Linked DNA regions of Drosophila melanogaster: region 1 is linked to region 2. A link is a contact called in public Hi-C data. All regions are on one chromosome and are shown on one strand. The core of a region is the stretch at or near the end of the contact, and the rest is flanking DNA. Distances in the headings are between cores, read along the strand shown.

Region 1 (7,065 bases), core at 4,362-6,861, 140 kb after region 2:
TGGCATCTTCATCTCCGCTATCCCCACCGGAGATATGGTCAGAGAAAGAGAACTTTTCACCGTTGACGTCATTATCTACACTATCACCTCGGGAGATGTGGCCAGTATAGGAAAACTTCCCACCATTGACATCAGCAGGCCTATGTGTGTGTTCGTGTGTTCCAGACTCCTTTTTATTGCCGTTGTGACTTAGCTGCAAGTGCGATGAATTTATAACGCGTCCCGAAACGGAGGAATGTAGATCGCACGAGACCAAATAGTTATTAGGCGGAGGGGAAATCATCGAAGATAGCTTTTCGTATGAAGAAAATGGTGACTGGACGCCGCTTAAAACACCTAGACCCAAATGGCCACTTCCTATGGGCATGGAAAGGGCAGAAAAAGAACTGCAATCGTTGTTGGAGCACACAGAGGATGTAGCATTGCCACTAGATATTGAAACAGTCCCTGTAGCCTCGCTGGATTGGTTGGTGACTTCACCAACCTCAACGACTCCTCCACCTGCACCATCTCCATTGACATCCGTGTCTCCACTGTCTCCTCCCGAGATGTGGCCAGAGTAGGCGAACTTCTCGGACATCGTTGATATAGGCGGAAGTGGTTGTATAGGGGTGAGTGTAGCATACGATGTTTGACTAAACCCAGGCGAAGATAGGCGATCATTCACCGAGGTCAGCGTCTGATACGAGCTGTGACTAAGCAGCTGTTCACGACTCCGCGAGTCGCGTTCATCATCGTCTTCATTTTCTAAATCTCCTTCTGCATCCCCATCATCATTTTCCTCACAGTCCTCCTTGTCGCTGTCCTGGGAATGGACGATAACCGATAGAACCTCCCCATGCCCATTGTCCAGTCCCATTTCCGAATGTGTTGATCTCTGGTGCAAGCCATGGATGATCTGTGTATGAGGTTGGAGATGCGGATGGTGGCTTGTTAGGCCGAATTGTTCCTCTTGCTCCAAAAGATGCTGGTGGCTCAGCGTAACTCCTTCGTCGTCGCAGCCAACGCCATCAGAGGAAATCTCATCCATATCATCCACGTGCACGCCAAGGCCAGAATTTACGCTCGAAACGTCTACAAGCATTCGAATGCGCCTATGGCTTTGATCCTGACTCTTGGATTGCACAATAAGTAGTTTTTGCTCCTGCTTTACCGCCGTTTCTTGAGAGTGATCCGTCTGGGAGACGTCTGCGTCTACAGTCAGACCATCCAAATTTATATCTGATGATACAAAGTCCACTGGACTGGTATTGACCTCACGCCCATGCTGCATATGCTGCCTATCTCGTTCAAGTAGCCCGAAAGGCAATGGCATGTTTCTTTGCTGCAACTGCTGAGGCACAATTTGATATGCTGACTGCCTGTTACCTTGTCCCAGTGCGTCTATAACCATGACAACGGAATCGGATCCCGATGCCGATCCCGACCCAGATGCAGAGCAGGTCCGGTGTTTCACCGGACAGGAAATTATGTCTTGCATAGACATTGTCAGATCCTGTCCAGAATTAGGCTGCTGACTGGACTGCGAAGGGCGCTCCGAATGATGACCCACAGTGATGAACTCCGATGCATCTTCAACTAACTCCTGGCTAAATGTTTGGTGGTCAATTATATCATTTAAGGAATCCATTCCTTACAATATGACGCTTGAGTTGGTACCGTAACTCAAGTGCTTTTAAATTTGAAAAAGAATGGTAGTCAATAGATTCATTTTAGGCGTTTGAAAAGTAGTCTTTTTTATATAACTTTCACTAGTTTTTAATATCCTATAGTTAATATAAAATCATAGACAAACAATAAAAACACATGTTTCTTAACATTTCCAATAAAGTTCTGGCCTTTACAAATCTGGTACTTCGCGTTATATTTGTTATTTATTAGTTGTACAAAATATTTTTTGTCGTTGCCATCGTCGCACGACCTTAAGGGTTGCTTTGTAAACACACAAACATAGGTACACGTAAGTGTTTGGTCGTACTTACACATACGGATAAGGCAATGTGTAGGGGGTGGCTTGCACTTTCTAATATATTTCCCATTTTTACGTAGGGACAAATTGGATTAAATGTTGATTTCTATAATAAAGCTCCTAAAACCGGTTGTTGACAGTGTTTACCTTACCTAATATCTAATCCACTTTTAAGGTAGACCTTTAGAACGGTGGATAAGTCTTTCTTTGCACATTTTGAACCAAATTTATGCATAAGTTATTACACAAATTACAATTAGGGTATTTGAAGAAAATTTCATACGGTTTCTTCACTGGAACGTTCCAATAGCCAAGTTTTCATTCGAATCAGACGAAGACTATTAATGTATTTGGGATTCCGTCTAAGAAGGGTTTGATTTTTAAAAAAAAGGTACCTTTTAACTGGATCAAACTGATGAAAACCTAGACGCTCCGGCACAGTGCCTCGTCTGTTTTCACAACTGAAACCTTCGGCTAGAAAATTTTCTACGCATGCACGGTTATACACTCATGTACACACATGTGGGTGGTTTTTCCGAAAGTTTGTTATGTGACCGCCGCGTTCCATGAAGACTTATCCTCACGCGAATTATACCCAATTCGAACTGAACGAAACCAAACCAAACACAACGGAACTGAAATAAAATTAACGGCCACAACGCACCACCATCGAGCTAAGGGTTGCCACATGCAGGCAGTGCACCACAAACCATAAACCCCACCCCGAAAATCTGAGCATGCGCAGTACGAGAAAGTGAGCTGGGATCTACTGAATTGTTCACTGCTTAAATAACTTTTTTGGGTGGGTTTGAAAGTAGCATATATTTATCAGTTCCGCAAGCGGGGGATTAATTTGATTCAAAATAACCTGATCCATTTTTTTGGTTAAAGCTTATAAATTTGTAAATGACAAATGGATCTTTTTATAAATAGTTTTCACCAACATATAGCAATGAAAAAGCAATTAAAAATGTTAGAATTGAGTTATCGTATAAGTGGGCTGGGCCAAAGACACTATAATGGTGTCTTTGGCTGAGCCCAATCGAGCGCATCGAATAGTGATCCTGATAATAATTATTGGTTTGTAATGTACACAATTTAAGCAGCAGAAAGCTTTGTTTTAATGTAATATTTATTATTCGATTTCTCGTATGTTCCCCAAGGGAAGGCTTTTGTCCCCTTTGATCGATTCTTTGTACTGGTTTGTATGACATGTCTTCGTTTTTCCAGCTGTCTGGCGTCACGCACGCGTCTTGTACTGTGTTCGTCTATCCTCGGACAAGTATAATGATTGAGTGGTCATGGGCTGCGGCATTTCAGGTCCAATGATGTAGACCGAGGTCCAGCGCCTTACCTTTATTATAAGTTCTCTCCGCCATTAACATGGCTGCCCTTGACTCACTTAGCATTCTAGAATTCTTCGGAGTTGCTAATTCTTTTCGCACTTAAAATATAACTGTGTTTCGGACACCGACGCTTAAATACTGCCAGTTTATAGAATATCCGCATTATTATATTTCGCATTATTTTGACAAGGCTTAACATTTTTCTTACATATCCTGCATATCTACATTCATAATCCGTTTTGCAAGCATACTTTTCGAATATGGTTCAAACTGGCCAATTGGGGTCTAAACATAATCCTAAAATTGATTTAAAATACACATTTAAAATGAAACGAGTTGCACCTAAATTTTTAGAAAATCGTTGTCATTAGCGCTCAAGAAACTTTTAATATCCCTTCTGGACACTTGCGCTGCATCGATGTATGTATCTGAAAGTTGCATGCTTAATATCAACTGTTTAACTAGAATTGTTCCTGAGATCTCAACGTTCATACGGACGGACATGGCAAGATCGACTCAGCGAATTCAGAACCATCAACAAGAATTTAAATTTAACTTCTGTCTGTTACACTCTCTTCAACAAATTTGAATGTTTGTATTTAAGCCAGGTGGTTTTTATAGCAATTTTGCAGTTTTCTGATTGCGAAAGATATTCTGTTCCGGCAAAATGCATTGAATTTAGTACTTTCTGGTAAATGTAAATGTACTCCATGTTGTTGCACGTTATATATGGACTCACAAGGACTCACTTTTGTGTTGTGGGGATTACTTAATTTGTTGTAAATTGTAGAAGTCCATGATTTTGAAGTGGACAGCAGACAGATGCAATGGTTGCCGTTATCTTATTGTAATTTGCTCGTAGAAAACCATTAATTAAAGTAGTGTTCGTAACGTATAACGTATTTGAATGTTAAAGCTGATAAGGTGCGCTTTCAAATAACATGACGGCGGTATTGGTATTTCAGGTTTACGCCGTGAAACATAGTTGGCATGTCACAAACATAATCTTATACACGATATTATTATTATTATTGAATAAGGTTTGCCATAAGTTGGCACATTGACTTTTAGTTCGCTGCTTTGCATGATACCTTGTCTTAGGGCGTTGGTATCTGGGTATCATATTATATTCTGGGTAGATATTCTCTGTAGACTGCTGTGAGGTTTCTTCGACAGTTTCCGCACTTTTTTTATTTTAGCTTAGTGTGTGCAGAAGTGTAGAAATACGTAGTGGTTCAACTCTCCTGACAATTTAAAAATTTAAATACTTTCGAAAATCTTTTTCTTTATTGACTTTCTTTAAATATATTTTTTACTCCAATGGCATCGCTTGCACACACTTAAAACAGGTATAATTTAGAAAATATATCCCATAAGTTTTATTAGAGAATGCAACTTTTTTCCAGATCTTTATATAAATAGTATCAATAAAACAAGTTTGTCCACCCTCTAAAAATAGTTTTAATCGTTTGTCTACCCTTTAAAAATTGTTTTTATCGTTGGCACAGCCATTAAAATAAATGTTTATTGTTTGTCCGCTCTTAAAAGTAAATAATTTCGTTTGCTCACCTATTAAAACTATATTGGTACATATGTATGTACTTTTTGAAATAGGACGTGAGAAAAAAAAAACTAAAAAACATAAGCAAGCCGGTGGAAAAACAATTCCAGCTTTTAAATTAAAAAAAATATTTATTTATTCTTTTTGGCTTAAAAACCATTTTACTTTAAAACTCCATTGGTTTGCCTACCCTTTAAAAGCTTTATGGACAACGATGCAAACGTTGATGTTTTTAAGCTTTCCAAGTGTTGTCTTTATTTTCATTAATGGTCCGTTTTGGTTTCCTATGGATTCTTTCCCGAACTACCTTTATTAAATGGAAAATTAAATTATCATTAATCATTAGAGCTACTATAACGGCTTTCACAAAAAAAAGTAAGCAATCGAATCGTTTAGTGATCAGTAGATATGCAACGATTACATATACATATGCATATACATATATGAATGTCAGATTATTACGATTATCAAGCAAGATATTAAAAGTATTGGTAACGCCTTTTTTTTAATATTTCGTTTAAATTTTCAGTAGAGAGACAATCACTTTTAATGAATATTATTCTCGTTCTATATTAATTAAAGGCCAAGTGTCAATAATTCGTATAAAACATAAAACAAGAACATCAGTTTATGCTGTTAGCTCATTTTGTACCAATTTCATTATTCCGAATTTGTGGTATTTCGTCGATGCTATTTTAACTTATTTTTTTTAAAGAAAATTTGTTTTCATGGATTTTAATGACGTTATAAAAGTTATCGATACCAGTTGTTTTAACAGAATTGCTGAGTATAAGTGAATTTAAAAAATAAAAAATAAAGAAAAAAGACTGAAAATGATACTCTGGTCTTTACCAAGTATCAATAGAAAATCTACAAGGGATTTTGTGGTCGTAAAAGAACCACTTTAAAATTAAAACGAGACTTCCATAGTAGTAGTCGGCTGTAAAGGTATCAATAAAAGTGGTCCTAAATGACAAAATGTACAAATAAAATAATAAAATCCGTTCAAATATCTTGTGTTCCAAAGCCATAACATCTTGAATTGATAACAGTAATCATCCGTGAAATGTAATGTTTAAATCGAAGCTAGCGTCCCTTAACAAGAATACATACACACTGTCATTTTGTGTAAATATGTATAACATGTATGGTCGTATGTATGTATATAGCAGCGTCGGAAAATGCAGGCTCATATGTGTATACGCTTCCTTGTATATATGGATATGCACATATGCCAGTGAATACCGAACAGGAACAGATCCTTCCAAATTATTTATACATTAATCACATTCATGCTTATACAAAGTGCATTAAAGCTAATCAATTTATTTTTTAGTCTTGGATTTTAAACTGGACCCACAAACACAAATAATGCTATTGACATTGGTAAATCCGCATCAGAGTGCGTACAACCCAAATCAAAAATAAAACTGTTCGAAAACGATCCCAACAAAATGAAAATGGTTGGGTGCCACCCAAATGACAAAAAGGTGAAATATGATGGTATTAAAAGTAAAACTTCTTCCGTAACCATTCTAACTTCCGTACTAAATGATGCTATAAGCGCCCTCAAGTCTGCGTTTTACAAAAATCAAGCTCCAATTAGCGAGCAAAACAGATCTCAAATTGTTTCGAGAATGTCATTATTAAGGACAATACTGCTTATTATAATTTCAATTCACTTTAAATTGGCACATGCAGATCAGGGTACGTACTGCTTAACAATATTAAGACTTAACAGTAAATGATATCTTTTTAATGCTCACGAATATCTGCAGTTGTTCTATTGGATACAACTCGAGAAGCTACATTAGAGTGGACCAGGTATCCATATGGACCTCAAGCCCAAACACCAGGGGTACGCATTATATGTTATTGTTGCTCTTATTTTCAATTTTTATTTAAAAAACAAACGTTTGTTTGTAGTTAAACTTACGTCGACAATAATAAGATAGTAGTAATAAGATATTTATATTCAATTTATTCTATGTCAATTCGATTGTGTACAAATTCTTAAAGATTTTATATAGATTTCTTTATATGTGCTCTTTTTTCTAATTGAAAATCATTTAATTTTGAACGTTTTTAATATGTAAATATGCTTATGCTGCTGCGACTGCCAACGACTTCCAGAACTCTTCGCTTGCCGCTCAAAAGAACCTTTGTCTTCGACTTTTAATTTTCTCAGA
Region 2 (7,317 bases), core at 1,382-3,881:
TCATTACCACGCTGCTCATTTCGCGGACTGAGCTCCCAACGTCCAATTCAAAGGCATTCGACCGGAAATTTATCACAGTATTAGGAGAGATAGAATCAATGTGCTTGGCGCCTAACTTATCAGCTGCGTTTGTTGAACTATACTCTGCTTTTGAACAAAACTCTTGCTTTTCCGAAAATTCCTTTTGAACATCGGCTGGAATTTCACGAAGTTCGGGGTCCTGCATTGGTGGCAAGTATTCAAATATGTAGACAGGTCGCGTTAGAGTTTCAGCGCTTCCAGGCTTAAGGAAGTTCATGTTTACAGATTTTCCAATGGGAAACTGTGGTACATCCCGGATGAATCCAACAGGCTCGACATTACCTATGTAGTCCAATAGTTCTTGAACATTGATGCTGAGATTTTTTATACTTAAGCGTGCATCCTTAAGGTTCGGCTCTATCCGATTTGCTAAATTAGTAATATATATACTTGTCAATTAATATTTTTATAAATTTTATCCAAATAAACAAAGCATTTTTGATTTTTTGTTTGGTTTTAATAAGATTTTTTTGAACTCATATAAATAACGTTATTAAGTAACATACCAAGCAAAATTAAAAAGAAAATATAAGAGAACGCTTTAGTCGAGTTCCTCAACTATTTATTTTTATTTCTGTTCCGGTGGTTACAAGGAAGATATATCTTAATCTAAGATATATCTTAATCTAAAATATATCTTAATCTAAGATATATCTTAATCTAAGATATATATAAATCAAAGATTTATTGTTTTTTTTTTTTTGGTGTTTACAAGACAATTAATGAAATAATAATTTGCAAAAAATACAATCTACATGCCTATTGAGGTTTCATAATCCCCAATCGAGACCCCGGCAGTCCCACAATTCATCGCTCCTTAAAAACATCCCAAGATCATCGGTTTCGCCCACAGTACCAACTGCTTTGGCTGCACAGCCACAAGCAGGGAATCAGCAATAAATTATGGATCTTTTATTTCCAGCCGAATGCTAAGCTGACGCTCTAAGTCGCCGAGCACATAAGTTTCGTAAGAAACTTTAAATTTTTAATGCGCATCGGAACTAGAGAAATTATATACTGATGTAGGTGAAAGGGACTGGGCGAGGAAAAGGGAAATAACAATAAAAGAAAGAAATAAATTAAAAGATTACTTTTCTAAGAGGCACGCTTCCTTTTTCGCGGATAACTGGGACTAGATTTATGCGAGTAGCAGGCGCGAGCTTAATCAGGAAATTCCAATGGCAATGGATTCATTTTACACGCAACAACACGTACTACTCGCAGAAGCGATGTACATTTTTCGTAATACATTTCTGTACACATTATACTAATATATTTTACTTTAAGGTTAAACGGACAGGTTGACCGGTATTCTAACGCAACTGAAAGCAAAATGCCCTAACTCCAAACAAAATTGTTTTAATGATAAATAATGATTTATTAATGATAGTCTGATGGAACTGCAGGGATGATAAGTTATACATTTATGTACATGTACATATATGTCACATACTTTTTATTGAATCTCTTATTCTACAAGTAACGACTATAACTACTCAGGCTTTGTTGTATTTCATGATCGGTTCCGTTGATTTGAGGGTCTATACCACTTACCGTGTTCCATATGTCTATGCATGTCTCGAGCGAACTCCTGTACAAACTTCTGCAATATGTCTTGCAACAACTCCAAGGGTGCACTTAGAGTGCAGCTGTAACCAATAGTTTGCGTTATCTGCGCAACGACAACAAGGGCCAAATCTGAAGCGTATCTGTCTGCCATCATGTTCTTTCATGAGGTACACCTTCTTTAGAAAACCTTGGAAATGCTGTGAATAGGTTTAACCGTCCCACGAACTTCCTCTTGTTATTAAAATTAATTGACTTGGTGTCTACACCTTTATTAGACGAACTACAATCTGTGGATGTTTAGTTAACGATAACTTATCGATTTTGCCTTTGATGGGAAATATATCGATATTTGGGGTATGCCAAAAGTGGTAATCATGGGGTTCAATCAAATTCAATTGATTGACCAACATAAACAAACTGCAATTTTTTATGTGGTTTGAAAGTGGTTATAAGGGCAGATAAAAGGTTTGCTTTCGGTATGTTCGCTGTTAGTGTTCGAATAAGACACAAATTTTGAAAATAAGACGAAAAAGTTTTCTAATCCTTCTATTCTTTAAAATAGATATTGAACGATGGAAATATAATTAGAGCTTGTTTAATAATAGAGCGCTTGAATGCAGAGTGAAACGAGAGTCTTGTGTTGTTACCCGTAAAAATGTTTTAGTTTTACTACTACTATTACTATTATTACTACGATTACTTACTACAAATTTTAACAGCATCTAATGTTATGTTTATTGTGGAAAGAAAGTAATGCCCAGAACAGCTATGAAATTACCGAATAAATAATAATATAATTATAAATATAAATAATATATATAAATATAAATTTAATAAAATAACATTAAGCCTAAAATCGCTTCAAAAATATCATGTGAACTATATCCCAAACATGTGTATATATGCAGGTAATTTAGTGGAAAGAGGGTATAATGTATAATGACACAAAACTACTGATAGAATACTAGTTATATTTTCGATCAGTTTAGAAGAAACTTATATCTTAAGACATTTATTGGGTTAGGTATTGTTTCCCATATATGTTCTAGTCGAGTATTCACACAAAGAAGCGTGCGACAGATCTTCGGCACTTAATATTTTGTATTTGTAATAATGTAAAATATAAAAATTAACAAATAAAACAACTATATGAACATTTGCATGTGTTGGGTATATGTGTAAGTCTAATAAAAAGTTTTATTCTACTTAAAGCTCAAATCCTTTAAACTTTTCAGCTAGTTATTGAAATACTCAGTATAAATGAGTAAGAAGATCTCCATCAACATTGATCTGACCAACGTTTTACTCCTTTTTTAATCTAATAAGAACTAAAAAATGCAACCATTGAACTCGAGCATTGATAAAGCAAAACATTTTTTCATAGAGAGCGGGATCTTAGGACCCGTTAACTTTAAATATTCTCATGACATGATTCGGAAGACGTCTACCATTCACATTGACGAAACTCTTAAGAATCAGGTAAGGGTGGATAATCTGATTCCCAACGAATACACGTTTACACCTATGTTAACCATAATAGGTGTATAGGTATCGTATTTCCTTACATATACTGAAGATTTCATATGCAGTCGGTCAGTTATCGAGTAACTGGTTAGTCCGTCTGACTATCAATCTGAACGCTGTGATCTCGGGAACAATGAAAACTAGAATATTGATATTAAGCATTAAGACTCAGTCACAGAGTCTGTAAGAGTTTGTTTCATGCCGTTGCGACGCTTGCTCCAACGACGACGCACCCTCAATATTCATACGGTCACAAAAAATCAATCAACCACTAGCAAAAACACGAATACACTTCAGTGCGCAGATTTCTCATTTTGCGCATAATGTACGAGCTCAAAGAAGCTGGAGTCGAAAAAATGGAATTTTTGAAATTTAAAAGCTGGAATCGTTTGCTCATTTGTTGTCTTTATTTGCCCACGTTTGGCCACTCTTTTCAATTTTGAAAAAGTGAATACTTTAGAAAATATGAGACGTTCTAGTTAACCTCGGTATTATTATTTTGACCATCTCTTAAAACTAAATATTATAAAAAAAAACTTTTGCCCAATCAGTATTCTTAGTTTTTATCGTTTGTCCATCCTTTAAAATTAGTTTTTTTCGTTTTCCCATCCTTTAAAATAAGTATTTTGAATTAAAAACGTTTGTCCAACCCTTAAAAATTTTGTTTTTTTGTGTTCCCACCTATTAAAACTAAATTTCTACATATGTATGTAATAATTGTAAGTTGTGGCGCCAATTCGCATGTTTTAGGATCGGCGGACAAATTCACATATGTACTTATATGATGATGATGAACATGTATATACATATCCAAGTTCAAGAAAATTGTGGAAGCGAATGATTATCGTTATGTAAATATTGGAAAAAACACGTAACGGATCGCGATCTATGTACATATGTATGTCTGTACATACATATTAAAAATTGGATTTTCCGACCCCAGCTTCTTTGAGCTGAATGTATGTATGCCTAGTTTCAAATAGATGCGGTTATTCACATTGATTAAAATTTAAAATAAACATGCGAGATACCTATGCATCTCCTATTGTTTTCAAATGTGTACATGAATGCATGTATGTACCCACATATGTATGTATGTATGTCAAACACTTTTTAGATTCGAAAAACATCATTGGGTATGCGATCGAGGGCATTTAGAGAAAATAATTCATTAAACAGTTTCGACGATACCCTTATAAATCTTCAAAACGAAATCTATAACATAAGAGATTCATTAGTCAATGGCGAGACTAAAATTATACTTCTCCGCACTGAAATTGGCAAATTAAAGGTAAGAAATTTTTTTCAATTAAATAGGCCTTTAGGCTATATATTTATTTCATATATAATATTTTTACGTATTTCCTGGGTCATTAAAAACTTCTTAAAAGAATTCATAATTTATTAGTTAAGGACCAACACCAGAAACTTCACATTTACATATAACATCAGCGATATTAAGGATATATACTCTTGATCAATATCAGTGCTACGCCAACTAGTTTTCGAGTTTTGAGGTAGTATTAAGCCGGAATGGCCCGGATCTGCGCATTATATCACATATGTAGCTGCCAAATAGATCTTGGGTTTTTTAATCATAGTATTTTATATTGTAGTTCCGTACATAACATTTTTAATTTAAAATTTAATTTAAAATAAAATGCATTTGCCTGTGAGTAAAACACGATTTTCAGAAATCAATTTTAAGCAATGAAACGAATTTAAATATTTAGTTTTGGTCAATTTCGTTGTTAAATGATCTACCAAAATGTTAAATAAATTAAATAAAATATTATTGAAAAATGTTTATCATGATTATCATATTTTTAAAGAAGCTTATTATTATTCATTTGTTAAAATAGTCGATTGAACAAGTTAACGTTTATGCAAGAGAAGAAGTGCTCACCACAAAAGCTGATTAAAATAAACACTTTTCACATCTAAACAATTTAAAAGCTTGGAATTCACGTAGTTATTTGACAGTGAGGCAAGCTGCATTGTTGCCGCTTAAGTTTTATATTTTTATCCCGGACATAGCCATGAGGGGATTTAAATAGGCCACTACAAAATATTTGTATAATAACAATTTATATATTTATATTTAAACCATTGCAGCACTACCAGCAGGACGTAGTGGCATCGTGCTAAATTTCGAAATTACATAAGCAACAAAATGTTCGTTATTTTCACTACTCATTACAATTATTAATCGAATCATATAAACTTTAATTGAATATGAATGCGATTATGTAGTGGAAATTGAAAACATTTTTTGTAGCTGGCTCTTGAGCTGGATCCAAGATATCTCAAGTTTTTGTTCAAAATTTAGGGGGATGAGCGCTTGTGCACACGTATTCTCACCCATTGAATATTTTCCCTTCATTATATAAGTTTTTCGGTCTGTTAAACAAACTTATACAAGTTTTTCAAAAAAAAAAACAAAAAAAAAAAAAACGGCATAAACAAGAAAACAGCAAAACATCCCAAATATCGATATCGAAAACAATCGTTAGAAAACTAGTTTACTTGGGGAAATGTTGTGGGTGGACTCGAAGTTCATATAAATATACGAGTGGCGTATATTGCATGCTCAAAACTGTTAATAAATTTGATTCCAAGATCAGTATTAATTTCTGCTCAAAAGTCGTTTTCTAGCATAAGTACGTATACACTTTCTTGTTTGTTGGTTTTACTCTCACAAGCAAGTGTATTAATTTAAAGCGAGCGGATAGGGAATATTTTGCGGGCATTTAAACTGTGCAGCGAAGATGCATTTCTTAAAAAATGATTTACTTTATGATTTACTTGGTATACACATAGGAGTGAACTGTTTTTTTTTTTTTGTATAACAAAAGAAAAACAAAATATCTACTTTATGGGAAAATATATAAAATTATAATGTGTATAGTCAAATCCATAATACGTGTAAATAATTTTAAATGTTATTTTCATTTAATGTTATCAAATTTTTCAGGAGGCTCTACAAGCAATTATGAAGGCTCTTGATTCCTCTGATGAGTTGATGACGAAAATTAAAGATTCCACGCCGAATCTTTGTTTATTTTGCCAACCTAATAGTTATAAAAAATTCGCCGAGTTTCAGTCCTTTTAACAAAATCCTATTTAACAAAAATTAATATGAAAAATAAATTTTGGTTAAAAACATACATATTTATATTAATGGAACAGAAAGTATTTTATAATTAAGTAAATACTGGTGCTTAAGAATAAAAAACATACACATTTCAATTTAACTTTCATACTTGGTTTGCCTTGTTTTTAAGAACAATCGCTGCCAACGCTTTATTTTTAAATGTAGTTACACTTTTAGAGTATAATTTTATCTTTTACGTTTAAAACTATAGCGAGTATATACAAATAAATAAATAACGTTTTTATAACATATTTTATATTCTTAAATAAAGTTTAAAAACTTATTTCTATCGAAATCACTTCCAAGGTTCAGGACACACACAAATTGCACATATTCCCGAAATTAAAATTACGATGGGCTCATTGAAAAAAGCTGTAAAACTAAATAACAAAGTATAGATTGAAAAACTTGGAGCATTTTATTGGTTAGGTTATTATAATCTCACCTTTTTTAAAAGGTGAGGTGAGGTTTTAAAAAAAAAAAATGTAGTTAAGTACAGCAATGTGTCATAATCCATGACTTTTAAATTACGATATTCTAATTTATATATAAGAGAAATCGGTCTAGGCATCCAATATTTGTGTTTTCATAGGCCTCACCTAAAAGTGCACATATATATATTCTTTAGCAACGGAGTCGATGAAGCAATGGCTGTCCGCTTGTTAACATACATACATCCTTCTTTTGATTTCAGAATTCCGAATTTATCATTATTAAACCGGTAGAATATGCCACTTACTGCGCTAAATCTCAAGAGTGAGTTTAGGTCAACATTGAAAATACATTTTTGGAACCAAAATGCATGTTAGTATCCAATCTTGGAGCTGTACAAAAATCTATTAGGTTAGAATTTGGGGAAATCCAGGTGTTATTTTCGAACGCCTATAAAACCTATTGTGTCCGCTTAGCTTATGAATAACATAAAAATACGACATTTTATTTCTAGCTACAAAAAAATGCTGAAAACGAATATTGACTCACAATAAAGA

What was found. A called contact is a pair of places that touch in the nucleus more often than the background predicts.
Region 1: a Hi-C map of the Kc167 cell line shows a contact between it and region 2, with 2.8 times the contacts expected there. The contact joins the promoter of Eph here to the promoter of CG33941 in region 2. A contact is called at or near these places in 28 of 107 Hi-C or Micro-C datasets (the Clone 8 cell line, the Kc167 cell line, the ML-DmBG3-c2 cell line and 10 more).

What each region holds. Positions count from the first base shown.
Region 1 is chr4:605,073-612,137 of dm6, forward strand. Eph (Eph receptor tyrosine kinase) reads left to right here and starts at 5,612. Exons shown (of 14, transcript NM_166776.4): 1 at 5,612-5,824; 2 at 6,213-6,583; 3 at 6,655-6,734. The coding sequence starts at 6,331. It overlaps onecut (onecut,), which reads right to left and starts at 2,577. Exons shown (of 4, transcript NM_080103.3): 1 at 1-2,577. The coding sequence starts at 1,630.
Region 2 is chr4:464,866-472,182 of dm6, forward strand. It overlaps CG33941, which reads left to right and starts at 2,632. Exons shown (of 4, transcript NM_001347760.1): 1 at 2,632-2,828; 2 at 2,886-3,129; 3 at 4,292-4,465; 4 at 6,149-6,611. The coding sequence starts at 2,986. The coding sequence ends at 6,286. Taf3 (TBP-associated factor 3) reads right to left here and starts at 1,963. Exons shown (of 8, transcript NM_143666.3): 1 at 1,636-1,963; 2 at 1-450. The coding sequence starts at 1,804. It overlaps Asator (asator,), which reads right to left. Exons shown (of 14, transcript NM_001272127.1): 14 at 4,544-7,317.